Linked DNA regions of Anas platyrhynchos: region 1 is linked to region 2. The links are chromatin contacts, called in public Hi-C maps. All regions are on one chromosome and are shown on one strand. Each heading gives the region's core, a stretch centred on a gene start, on an enhancer-like site or on the middle of the called end of the contact. The rest is flanking DNA. Distances are from core to core; before and after follow the strand shown.

What was found. Hi-C and Micro-C count contacts between places; a contact is called where the count stands out from the background.
Region 1: a contact with region 2 is called in a Hi-C map of subcutaneous adipose tissue, with 1.9 times the contacts expected there. The contact joins two enhancer-like sites. A contact is called at or near these places in 2 of 8 Hi-C or Micro-C datasets (F1 follicle and subcutaneous adipose tissue).

What each region holds. Positions count from the first base shown.
Region 1 is chr4:73,887,360-73,894,047 of IASCAAS_PekinDuck_T2T, forward strand. It overlaps LOC101797326 (charged multivesicular body protein 3), which reads right to left. Exons shown (of 7, transcript XM_027455754.3): 5 at 5,883-6,004; 6 at 4,584-4,698; 7 at 3,063-3,619. The coding sequence ends at 3,486. It overlaps KDM3A (lysine demethylase 3A), which reads left to right. Exons shown (of 25, transcript XM_038178761.2): 25 at 1-391. Among named protein-coding and RNA genes, the nearest start is that of RMND5A, 32 kb to the right of the region's middle. Within about 2 kb of position 2,057, at least 4 of the 8 cell types and tissues checked have an H3K27ac peak or open chromatin away from gene starts, as enhancers often do. A contact at or near this core is called in subcutaneous adipose tissue, where this site is marked.
Region 2 is chr4:73,787,227-73,793,669 of IASCAAS_PekinDuck_T2T, forward strand. It overlaps REEP1 (receptor accessory protein 1), which reads right to left. Exons shown (of 11, transcript XM_072037877.1): 9 at 5,643-5,791; 10 at 4,335-4,402; 11 at 1,170-4,254. The coding sequence ends at 4,212. MRPL35 (mitochondrial ribosomal protein L35) reads left to right here. Exons shown (of 4, transcript XM_027455750.3): 4 at 103-473. The coding sequence ends at 291. Among named protein-coding and RNA genes, the nearest start is that of MRPL35, 4.9 kb to the left of the region's middle. Within about 2 kb of position 4,900, at least 1 of the 8 cell types and tissues checked has an H3K27ac peak or open chromatin away from gene starts, as enhancers often do. A contact at or near this core is called in subcutaneous adipose tissue, where this site is marked.

The DNA of each region.
Region 1 (6,688 bases), core at 807-3,306, 97 kb after region 2:
CTATAGAACTGTCGGAAACTATTCCAAATTACTCATTTGAAAAATATTACCCGAGACTTGTAAAGCTCCAATTTTTAAAAATTTATTTTAGGGTGGGAGGAAGTATGGAGTCACCAATTTAATAACCGATTTACATAAAAATAAACTAAGAATGCAGTTCTGTAATTTCACATTAACATAGAACTAGCATTTAAAAGTAGCTTTAAGCTATTGTATAGTAACATAGAGGTGGGGATTAACCATCTTTAGGTAAATGTATTTAAATTTCTAAATGTTAAAAGAAACTTTTAATCAAATGTCTTCTGTTTGAAACTGATCTTTAATTTGAACTTATGTTTGATTCTCTGGTTTTTAACACTGAATGGTCTACATAAAATTCTTCTATTTCGGATATTGCTCCTTGCCCAGCTTCTTCAGTTGACTCTTGAAAATGTAATTAATTTCGTGCAGTGCTTTGAAATGCAGAAGCAAATTGTGTATCATACTGTTCATACTTTTTTTTTAACTATCTGAAAGCTTATGGTATTTAATTTAGCGATAGCTCTGTTTATAGCTTTCTTGGTTAACCGAAACATGGTTTAGCTTGATTTCTGTTTCTCAACCAATACTGGTACAATGGTTTATATCAAGTGAGTTTTGCAGACTCAGTCTTAAAAAAGCACGTTGCTCTAAAATTACTTAGACTGAAAAAAAGAAAATCAAATTGTAAAAACAAGCAGAGGGGAAGTGCATCTGTCATCTAACAAGCTGAAATAAAATCAACTTTTGTGTTCCTCAGTGCCCTTTTCAGCACTGAACTGCACAGGACAGCTGCTGGGATGAGACAGGAGGGAGGGGAACCCTGTTACATGGTGACACACTGGATATTCCCCTCCCCACAACACTCACCTGCTACTGTTGATCAGCATTAACTATTCTGTCTTTGTGCCAGTTTTTTTTGTTTTGAGAGAAACTTCCTTACATGTTCCTCAGTAGTGGAACTGTACCTGAGGCTGTATTTCTTGCAGGGAGTAAGGCTCTTAATCAACTTAGCAGATGGTGGACTGATAAGGTTTGTCTGCTGGGAATAGGCACGCTTACTTCCTTTGCCTCAAAATTGAGGCAGAAGGAGGTATCCAGAATTAAAGATGCAAAACGAAGACATAATTAACTTGATCCTGTGTTTATTGCCTCTAGGTGGAGTTCTTTGTGACCACTTAGAGCTGGGGTAGCCAGTTGATCTGGCTGCTAGGTTGTTTTTTTAAGAAGAGGCATTCAAAAAGACAGGAGAGGATCCCTAATGCTGGGTGAGGACTTCAGGTAGTTGTGAGTCAGCACCAGTGCTCTGCTACTCCTGGGGCAGGGAAATGTTCCAGTTCACTGAGCTGCTGCTGCTAGCTTAAATTCAGCAGAGCTACTCCCTGTCTCTGCTGTGTTCAGTGAGAATGTCCCTCCCTCTTCCCTTGCTGCCATCTCTATTTGATAATAAACAGCCTGGCCTGTTCCAGTTGCCTGAGCCAGCTCCTGAAGGAAAAACAAGGCTGATTTGGCACTTTGAGCTAGTTACATATCCTTCGAGGCAAGGCAGTGTTTCAGATGAATGTTTTCTTGCAGTAGCAAGTTTAAAGTAAATGAAACAAAGCAGTTAATTGCTTCTCTTGGATCCTGGTTAGAGCATGTGTGGGGAGCTGGCAGCCAGGTACCTCACCACCCAGCGAGTGCCATGAGTCATGCTGACTTGATGCATGCAAATGTGCACGGATGTATGAAGAGACACATTGTTGGGAGTTGGAGTTTGAACCTTGTTACACAATCTGTTTTTATCCCAGCTCTCAACTGCTGCATCCCACTGCCTCTCTGAGTGATTTTTCTTCCTTTGGGATCTGTCCTGGCTGCAGTGCTAAGAGCAGGGGAAACAAAGTGTCCTGGTCCAGCTCTTGGTAGGTTTGCAGTGAAGAGGGAACCCTTGAGCTTGGTACTCCAAACATTAAGGTTACACTGACTGCTCCGGGACCTTTTCCTGTTCTCTGGCATGACAGGGAAGGGTGCTTGGTGCCTCCTTGCTTTTATGGCTGAAACTGGATGTTGTTGGGCAGCATCCAGGTTTCTGTTTGCGTACCTTATCTGCTCCTCTGCTCTTGCTGTTGGAATACCATTACAGGCTTTTCTGGTGGCGAGTCTTAGCAACTGCTTCCTTTGTCAGCACCACAGGAGTATCACAAGCCTCTTAGGTGAGAGATGAACAAAGGGGCGAGTTGCTCACACTCTGCCTGCGGTGAGTCACGATGCCTGAAATCACATTGCCTGAAGTCTTTCTTGGGAAGGAGAGACCTCTCCTTGTGTTTTGGCCTCTTAAGGCCCTAACAATGTGCTACTTAAACAGCAGCTGCCACCACACTGTGGTTGTGGGGACAATGACGCAGCAGCACCTGACAGGGCTAAGCTGAAGGCAGCTCCCCTTTCACTTCAGTGCCAGATGAATTATTACAGCCTGGCTACTGGCTGTAAAACTGCCCTGATCAGTTACGGGATTGGCAGATGAGCAGAGCCTTCTGTCCAGGGAAGAGGAGGGGAAGTTCACTGACTTTCCCGTCATAGTGCCCAGCCCAGGCACTCTGCACCTTCCTCTTTGACTACCTACCACCAGTTGGAGGCATTAACCCATCCCAATGCCCTCCTCCACCTTCAGAGGGCAGAGGGAGAAGAAAGCCAGGCCTGTGCCAGCGTGGATTCTCTCCTCCTGTTACCAACCTGGTGCCAAGGCTGCCATCTGCCTCTTAGGAGTGCTGCATCTTTACATGTAGCTTAGAGTGAGAAATACACTTCTTTAAGCAGCTACGATCAGCCTGACACGCTGATACTGTTCCATGAAACAGGACTCCCCCTGTGCACATACAATGCCTGACCAGCACTGGAAGAAAACATGTATTTAAGTCTTATTTTTAAAGACTTAGCTTTCCTTTACCTGTGTTGTGACATCCTCAATGCATTGGGTCTTGTAAAACCAAGGGGGAGTTGTTCAAGGTGGACCTGTTTTGTGAAAGCAGCCTGAAGCCATGAAAACTACCAGTTGCTCCTGTGCATCAGTTTAAGAGCAGCTTTAATAAAAGTTGTAGTGAGTCAGAAAAACACGGATCTTACACCACTGAAGGGTTTTTGGTAGCAGACTAAGCCAAAGTGCCTTTCAGGGAAAGATGATACTTGAAGCTAAGAATATCATCCAAGACTTCATAACTAAAAATACATAAAATTTAACACCCTTGCCATTTCACTGTAACCTTTCACAGGTGATAAAAGGCTGAACAGAAAACAATAAAATCATCTCTCCAGCCTGCAGTCCCCAAGAAGTATATTACAGGAGTTTCTTGGAGAATACAGTCCCCAGGACAGAAAAAAAATATATATATTACACAAAGTATCCTCACGTATTAAGTTTTGCATCGGGAAGGCAGGATAGAGCATCCTGCCACAAAACAAAAGGCAAACTGTACATGGCTCTTCCCTCCTTAGCTGCGCAGGGTGGCCAGGCGGGACTGCATGGCCTCGATGTCCTCCTCCTCATCAACAGCAGCCGTCGCTCCCAAGTCCTCGGGCTCCGGCAGAGCGTCTGTGACTTTACTGGGTGCTTTACCCAAGGCCCCTGCAAGCAAACAACATAAAAAGACCCCTTAGCATGCGTTAAGTCTTTGTTTAATAGCCAGCAGCTTGTAATGGAAATTATGTCAGTTATTTGAAATAATTCAGCCAGACAGTTGGAGTTTACAGGCCCTGCTGCTGACGCTGTTGTACTCGTCAGGCTCCTGAGGACAGTGCTCTGCTAAGAAGAGCTCCAGCTCTGTGCTTCTCGTTCTCCTCACCGCCCCACTGCGACAGCCCGCAGCACAGCAGGAAGGGAGCTTCTCCGAGCAAGGAACAGGAGGCAAGAAAGCAAAACAAAGCAGGGCAAGAGAAACGAGAGAGGGCAGCGTGCCAGCGGCAGCTCGCAAGGTGAGGAGCGGGGGCACTTGGCAGGCAAGGTGTCAGAGCTGAGCGCTGCTCTGGCACTGCAAGCACCAGCCCCTTTCACAAGAAACTCAGGTAAAGAGCAGTCTGAGCATCGCCCAAGTCAAACAGCTAAAAGAGCAGCTCAGCACCTCACGAGGTGTAAGGCAGGAGCTTTTGTTTGCCTAGTTATTATTCAGCTGCTCAAGTCGTGAACGGCATTGTACAGCCAGGAATCCCAGGGCAGCCTAGGAACTGAGGCAGTGAAGCAAAGTTGATTCCCTGGCTTCATTAACAGTAGTGTATCTATCTGCCCGGGCACACACATTTTACCTTGTTAAAAGCAGCCAATGCAGACAGGAATCTGGTCAAGCCTAAATGATAAACTGCAGGGACTTCAGCTGCTGCTTTATCGTTCATGCTTCGCTGAACCTCGCTGGCTGCACCACCCGCCTTCCCTGAAACCAGTCTGTCAGGCACTCCTTCGCTTTTAGGGAAGGTAAAGGCACCTCTGGGAGGCCACAGTTGTTAAGCCAGGACAGATGGAAGTTTAAAGCGTAGCACCTTCGTAGTTAACAGAGCAGGAGGAAGGCTCCTCGCTCCGCAAACACACGCAGACTCACCCGCTGTAATTTCGAAAAGGATTTTGTCGATCTCCATCTCTGCTTCCTCCTCCATTTCGTCCTCATCCTCCATGCTTTCAAAGGTGTCCTCTAGCATTTCCTCGATAATGCCAGCCTGCCAGGAAACAAAAGGGCAGCACGTGATGGCCTCGGAAGCAGCAGAGAGGACAGGTCCCCCTGTCAGCATCAGGTTGTGCCTACCCCAGGCATTTAACAACTGCCACAGGCGTGCTGCTCGTCTGCTGCTCGAGCTTTCCTGAACAAGGCTGCTCTGTTGCACGAGGGCTGCCCAACACGCTCACCTACAGTTTAAGCCTGCATCCGTACAGCTGGTGCGTAAGAAAAGCAGTAAGAGAACTGAAAATGAGCTGTGTGTTCCCACATTTAGACCCCACAGCTCTTACTCACTGCTGTTGCATCTCTGCATATCTACAACCCCGGTTACTACACGTCTGCAGTCGCAGATGCAGCTGTATTTCACATGCTTCCATCACAAAGCATACATTTTGCAGCCTGTTTTACAACTTAGGTCTCACATAAACTTTCCTTTTTTCTATCTGCATTTAAAAACACCCCCTGCAGGGCCTGCAGCCCATATATGGCCAGATTGTTCTGGTGCACAGTCATAAAATTGTTAAGAAACAAGCTGGTTTCACCCAACCAATCTTGAGCAGCATGTAAGAGGAGAAAAGAACAAGATTTTGGCAGTTGAAAATAACCACAATAAGAAACGAGTACACTATAAAATCAGAGCACTTCCATCAGATGGAGACACCACACTAGGTGTTCTAAAACCAGCATCAAGATGGCTGTTTTGCCTCAGATGGGATTTTCACTTTCCCACTCTACAACGGGCTGTGGTGGGCGTCCTGTAACGAACGCTGCCCTCTTTGAGAGCAGGAAATTTGCTCTCCCTCCGAACAGCTCAGGGTTCAGGGCAGTCACTGGGGTGTGGGCGTGAATCCTGCTTCAAGCCCTGGTTCCCCAAGCCCTTGGGACCACCAACCACAACTCCTCTGTATGGGAACAACCTTCCTCCTTCCACCTTCTACTTCAGCAGCTTTTTTCTGCTGTAAGCTTTGCACCAAGCACATTGTGGGTATCACTAAGTCACGGTTCTCCCCACAGACAGGAACTTATTGCAAAGTTCCCAGCCAGTAACGTGCTACTTCGTTTCTGCTCCTTAGAGCTACACCAGACACCCTCCCTCAGACTATCTAAGCAGGTGCACCGCGCTCCAGCACGCTGCTCAGCCACCTCTTGCTCACCCAAGTCTCTCATTTACGTTACAGGTCTTACCTTCATCATCTCTTTGGACAATTCTCTCATTGTTGCTTGGATTTCAGGGATTTTTACTAGGTTCTGCATAGCCTTCATGACTTCTGTGCTCTTCTGCAATGAGCCTGCTACTCTGAGGACAGCTGTGAAGGAGAGGCAGAAAAAGCTTGAACAATCCAGGCACCACCAAAAGCAGAGAAACCATATCCTGTTATAGAAACTTGAGTTTAGGCATTTTTAAACGTATATCTTTCTGTTTTATCCTTGTCTACCTTCCTGGAAAAGCTCAACTCCTTACACATCTGAAAAACCAAGCATCTAGCTCCCGTACAATTAGCTGGAGTTGCCAGATTGTCAGCAGAGATTTCCACCCAGGTGGACGCAGCTCATAGAAGAGAGATCCCTGAGGAGCTTCTGCCTGTGCTCCTCAGCAGCCAGAGGTCTTACAGAGGTGCCCACCAGCATTGCTGCAGTCCAGCTCCACATCTAACTGCTGACCAAGCCAGCGACCTTCTGCCCAGGTAGTAGAAACTCTGGCAGAAGTCCTAGTGAAACAGCTTCACAGCAAAGGATAAGCTGGAAAAATAACCCTGAAGTAGATACACTAAAAATGTGTAGTTTAAGCTGGATTTACCAAAAAGTCTTTCCAGAAGCTGTTCTCTTAACGTAGCTTATACGTTAAGCTTATAGGCTCTTCTCACACATGTTGATGTACCATGATCAAAGCATAATAGTTAAGACTTCTCTGAGGTCCTTGAGTTCTCTCATCTGAACTTGCAGCTTCCTAGTCATGGCTAACGTACCTGTTTGTGGTTAACATGGTCACT
Region 2 (6,443 bases), core at 3,650-6,149:
AGCTTTGTGTTTACAGACAGTGGGCTGTTTTTGTTTCCATTAGTAACTAGCATGGAAGGGTGCATAGGGAGACTTAATTTTTTGTGTGTTTTCTTCTGACAGTCTGGCTACAAGAAGAAATTGTGGAAGAAGTCTGCTGCCCAGAAGAAGCGTCTGAGAGAGATGGTGCTGTGCACCAGAACGCAGTGTAAGCTCCTCGATAAAATGACCACTTCTTTCTGGAAAAGAAGAAACTGGTACGTTGATGATCCCTACCAGAAGTACCATGATCGCACAAATCTTCGTGTGTAGAGATTTGTTATTTTTTGCATCTTTCTAGGAAAGAGGTGGTGTCTTGCATGGTATGGCCCCTGTATCTGAATTTTAGATCATAAATCTAATATGTTACTTTTATAAATAAACATATGCATGTTTATTTATGGTCAGAATTGTGGGTATCGGGGCCCAAAATAAAGGAATATTCAAGACTAAAACGAGGATTGATTTGTATTTTACTTCCAGAGGGTGAGAGCCAAGCTTGTCACCTAAGTGTTCTGAAATCTGTTTGTTTCCTGTGGTTGTGTGTAAGATCATGTATGTGGATGAATACAGTCTAAAATAAAAGGTAGCAGATAACTCAAAACACTTATTTTTTTTAAAGAAACATGTTTAATCTCAAGGTATTTGATGTCCCTGCTTGTTGGTAGCTTGCTACCAAGGAGAGAAGAGTGGGATTTTGTTTCGGTGTTGCTGCCTGTTATGGTACCACAGACACTGTTGCCATGTCTCCATGTTAGCATAGGAAATGGTTACTTGTGGTTTTGCTAACCAATTAAAAACATATTAGCCAAATTTCATGGCAGAGCTCCACCGTGGGACTGGAATTTTATATTTTATGTTGGTTTTTGAGCAGTGCAATGGCTTCATTGGGTCCTAATCTACATCCGCAAGCAGTCAGCTCTGAGTCTTTCCTTGTTTTTCACGCACTGCACATCTGCTCACCTGTGTGTACGGAAGACCACCACTGGTAACTTAGCAAGCATGTGAAATGCAGTAGCTTCAAAATGTTTCCTAATGATTAACCCCTTATTAATTAGGTACTCCCTGTTTGTCAGCTCCAGTGCCACCGGCATGGCAGGAGATGGTTGCCTACCCGAGGCTGTGGCGTTTCAAAGAACTCACAGGTTACGCAGAGTGTTCAGTAGCTGTATTTTTTTTTCCAGTTCATCATACAGAAAAGTTCCGAAGGACATGCAGCACTTAGTGAGTACATCTATATACAGTCAGCCAGAATTGAGATAAAAATAATACAGCAGTCAAATAATGATTCTGGCCTGCCAGATACATTGAACAGACTAAGGATGTCATCGTCGTTGTTTTCCTGAAAGAAAAGATTAAGACTTTACTCAAGATGTGTATCGAGCGGTGTGACAAAACCAGTGAAACGTCAGCCTCTGGAGTCGTGACGGCCGCACTTGGGAGGCTTCAGCACAGGGCTCTTCTGCTGCTCGCAGCAAAGCAATCGCATTGAGTACACGGCGACGATCCCTACTCAGTTTGGATAAACACAAATCCTGACACCGCGTTCTCTGCTTCAAGTACGATGCCAGATGCAGAACAGGTACCCCAAACAACCAGCAGGAAGGGGACTGTGATTAACGAGCGCTCTGTCACGAGTGCAGGGGCTTCGTTAGGTGGGAACACGGCGTTCAGGGCGCAGGCGGAGGCAGCAGGTTGTTTACACCAGGCTGAGGAGCGCTGTATTTCCAGCAGCTTTCTCCCTCTCACTAGCAGTAAATAACCTGGTTTTCCTTCCGTGCTGGGTTTGCACCTACACAATTTAATTGGTGGGGGATTGTTCTGTGGTTACAGTGATAAAATGAAGTCCCTCTGGCTGATGTGATCCTGATTCAGCAGTTGGCAAGCACAAACTGCGCTGACACTGCCTGCTGTGACAAGAACAGGCACAGAGGATGGGACCGGGCTGCCCTGAGCCTGACGTCCTCAGAGCTGAGGTGAATTTATGGTAAATTGGTGAAGTAATTCACAGCCCCGTTTACCACGGACCAGATACAGTTTCTCTTCAGCCTCATTTTTACTTAAAATACTGCACCTTACGCTTGAGCCTTGTGCTGGCTGAAGGCTGGGAGCTCTAGAGGCTGCCTTTCCTAGGGCCTGCATTTATTTGCTCACCTACAAACTCCTTGCCACGAGGGGTCAGCAGCAGTGCAGGCAGGCTGCTCACTGAATCAGGCTCTGAAGCAAAGCTGGAGAAAGGACTTCATGGCTGGCGTTTATTCGAAATAAACAGCCAAAGGGTGAAAGGACAGACCTGGGGCAACACCTGTAAAACCTGTAAACAGCCTGCATGGGGAGGAGGAGAAACCAAAAGCACACGGCTGGTCTGTGGACAGAACACTAGGGCACTACGTGGACGTGGTGAGGCATTCACGTTTGTCTATCTATACACAAATATACAGCTCAGTTGATAATTTAATACATTATTATTATTATTTTTTTGCCAGACATACGAAAAGGTTTATTTTTCTCCTTTATACAGTGAATGTTTTGAGAGATATAAGGCAACTCCCTTGTCAACGATTTCACCTCAGCACTTAAGAGAATCTAAACAGTCAAGTTTACAATAAAACAGCAGATTAGACACGATTAATATTTTCAGTGAGATTCAATGTTAGCGCAGCGTGTCTGAGAACAGAATTTGTCAGATGCTGTTGTAGCTCTATGGTTTGTTGGTTTTTTTGGCATAATTGAGTGCAAACTTGTCAGCTTTTTATCTTATGGCAGCCTATTGCATAGCAGGGAAACGTAGCTTGCTTGCAACAGGATTTTATTTCTGCTAACACCGCAGGCAGTTTTTTTTCTTTCTTTTTAACGCTTGCCAAAATAAATCAAACAAACTCCAAAGCTGCTTAAAAATAAAACACACAAGCTGAGCTCCTCAAAGCATTTGCTGACTATGTTATAAGGACTGACTCTTCTGTAAGTGCTATTTAGGACTCTGGGGTTTTTACAATTTACTTTCCGAGGACTTCTTCCTTCTCACCCATTGCAAGCCACGATTAATTAGCACATGTAAAGGAAATAAAATTCTCCGGCAATGGGGCCGAATGTTGTGGCAGACTCAGGAAGCACCTGCTTGCTTTTCCCACTTCCCAGCCAGGTCAGAAAAATATTTGTGTGCACGCACAGCCTATTTCACTCATCCCCGCATACCTGGGAAGCTCTGGGGGAAAGTTTGGGGCTGCCTCAGGCAGGGACAGCCAGGATCGTGATGCGCATCCAGCAGAACAAAGGCCACTGCAGCTTTCTGTCTGAGCCTGCTGCCTTCCAACAGGCTGTTGGCATCCTGGGCTGCCCCTGCAGTAGCCAAGTAGCCCTGCTCGTGGTGCAGGCTGCGCAGGGATCCCTCAGTGAGGGCAGTTCTGGGTAACGCGAAGGGTTTCAGCTAGTCTAGGGCCAAGAGCAAACACGAGGGGCCACGTGCTTAACGGATGTGTGAATTCACATGCGGAACACTTACAAGAGACACCAAGCACAAATACACAAACCCTAGGACGTCTTCCCCTCCTTTTACACATCTACATGGACACAAACACACTGCGGCTCTCACCAACCCCCTGCTCCAGAAGGAAATTCTCCACACAAAGCTCTCCTGGCTCAGGCTGATCAAAATTCAGGCTCCCCTTTCACCGCCTCGATGAAAGCATTCACCTCGCACCTCTCTTCCTCGTCCTCTCTGAGTTCTGGCTCTTTAGCACGATGGTTGGCTCAAAGGAAGAGAATCCTTGCAGGAGGAGAATCGACATCACAGCTCGGCCTTCCCTAACGAGTCCTAACAAGGCGTTTTGAACAGCCAGAATACCAAAATATTTGTTCCACCACCACTGCCTTGAGGAGGAAGGGGAGGGAAGAGAAATCCGTGGCTTCCCCAAGCCCCCTTCCTTAATGGTAAAGCCACAAATCAACGCGCTGTCCGTGTAGCATCGTGAGCAGCTGAGTGTTTTTGCCTTCCACAGAGCCAGAGCCACGCGGACACACACGAGAACTGTAAATGCACGGCCCGACGGGACTAGCACGAGGAAGGGGACGCTCTGCAAACAAAAAGAGGGCTCTGAATCTGCAGGGCTCCGTCAGACCGCCCTGACCGTGCCACCGACAGCGCGAGGAGCATGGGACGGGGTACAGAGAGTGGAGAGAGAGAAAGGCCGTGTCTACAGCGCCGCACGTCGAGCACATCCATCCCGCTGCTGTTTCCTACAGGGTTATCGAGGAGCTCGTTAAGGCAGAAGAGAGACATTCTGTGGATCTGGGTGCGATTGGCTCGTTGCACTCACATTGTTTCGGTGGCAGAGGACGAGGTACTTTTCTTCCTGAAGCGAGGTCTGAGGGTCCTAGGCGGTGCCTGCAGAGGCAAAACAGAGAGAAAATATCATCGGTGTGTGAGGAAATGTTGGTTTCTTGCCTTAAAACTCACCCGTCTGTGTGGCACCTCTGCGGTAACGATCCTGTTTCAGGCATGAAGGAAGAGAGAAGTATCTCTGGGCCTTGCAGCTCATTAACGAAGCACCAGCTGAGGACTTTTTTTCTTGAGGACCTTTCCAAAAACCTTTGCAGCCCTTAACCAAGCCAAACCAACACCTGCCCCTCTGGTTTAAGGCATGGCTGAAGAGCCCTAATCCCACGATGGTCAAAGCAGCCCGGGGAAATTGGTGCAAATTCCTGCAGCCTCTGGATCCAGAGAGCAAAGCGGTGCTAGGAAGCCCGCTGTGGTGTTTCCAAGCGTAGACAAGTAAGCAAACAACAACAAATGATGTCTGCGGTGCATTATTCCCTCTGAAAAGCTTCAGCTTGGCCCTGGCTCTTGTCAGAATCACAGAGTAAATGCTTACCAGCTGCTGCAGAGGAGCACAGCTGCTCTGAATTTTTACCCCTGCATCAGGGATCCTGCCACAGACAGAGATCCACCCGGGCTCTGAGCTGCTGCCTCGGTGTCCGTCTGTAAACCAGGAGCCCTGCGATAGCTCCTGCAGCTTGGCAGAGGGCTTCTTTGGGAAGCCAGCCCACTCTTACAGCAAAGCAGCCATCAGCTGCCCAGTAAATATCCTAAATCAGTCCTAAAGTCCTAAGCGATCCCCTGAGCCTGTGATTCTCCATCCCACCAGGAGGAGATGGGGAGAGGGAACCAGATTCCCCTTCCCCACGGTGAGATCTCCTGGCTCAAATCCCAGCGCTACAGCAGGGCTGCAGGCCTCGGCTCCATGCCCAGGGCGTTAACAAACCATATTTGTTAATCCCAGGCCTGATTCAAAAGCTGTTGAAATCCCAAAATCGCTGCTTTTGGTGGGGTTGGCTGGGTGCGCACTCAAGCAAGAGGGGCCGGGCTCTGAGCTGGGAGCTCCCTGGCTGTGGGTGCCAGCAGTTCTCCCCCCGAGAACCTTGTCTCAGGGATGAAAAGAGCAATTCCTCTCCAGATAGGAAAAACAAGGGGTTGATACCCACACGTGCAGGAAACTGAGCAAGACTCACCCCTGAAAGCCCGGGCAGGTTATTTGCTTTTGGACTCTGCTTTTAGACCAAAGAAAGGAGTTCATTCAGCTAGCCAAAGAACATCACAGAAGGAGGAACCTCGACAGCAGAAGTACCTCAAGGGGCTGATCCTTCCTTTTGGGCCTTTTGTTGGTGGATGCGCAATCCAACAAAGCGTTGTCCTCATCATCTGAGAACACAGAGCCTTGCGTTTCACAGTTTGCCTGCCGGGGCTGCTCGTATTTATCGTATTTATCCTTCACATCTACTTAACGTGGCCGGTTACGGGCTAAACGTGGAGACAAAGCAGGAGGAAGATGAGCCATGGTTCGAGTCGCGCCCCGCCAAACCCCAGCTCACTGCAAGGCCATGCACCTCCCGGGATTAATGGTCAGAGGGTCACACTGCACACTCAGTAACAGCAGTTGAGGGGTTAGAAATCAAAAGGACCTCGTTTGCAAAGACATGACAAGCTCTACCTGGATTATTTATGTGGAATTTAGACTAAATTCACGGTCTGGTTTTCTGGAGGTTGACTCTAGAAAGAAATTAGTTTGTTTGGCTCAGGGATAAGTGGAATAACTGATTTCTTGAATTGCTGATTCATCCACCGTTCCTACATGTCCTGTTTTTTAGGAGCATCCTCTGAAGACACCAAGGGAGTGCTGGGGCACAGCCTGGGGAGAGCTTCCTGGGGTGCACAAAGTGCAGCAGCAACACCTGGCTGCAAGCTGGGAGAGCTCCAGCCTACAGCCCAGCCTAAAATCCACTGAAGTGAACCAAAAACTTCAACGGGCATTGAAAGGACTCTCAGCAGGCTGTGTTGTTACGAGGTCAGTGGGGAAAAGTCCTCTCCTGTCCCTAGAGCAAACCCCACAGCCTGCTGCCCCTGATGGATCTGAAGGCAGAGTGTGGGG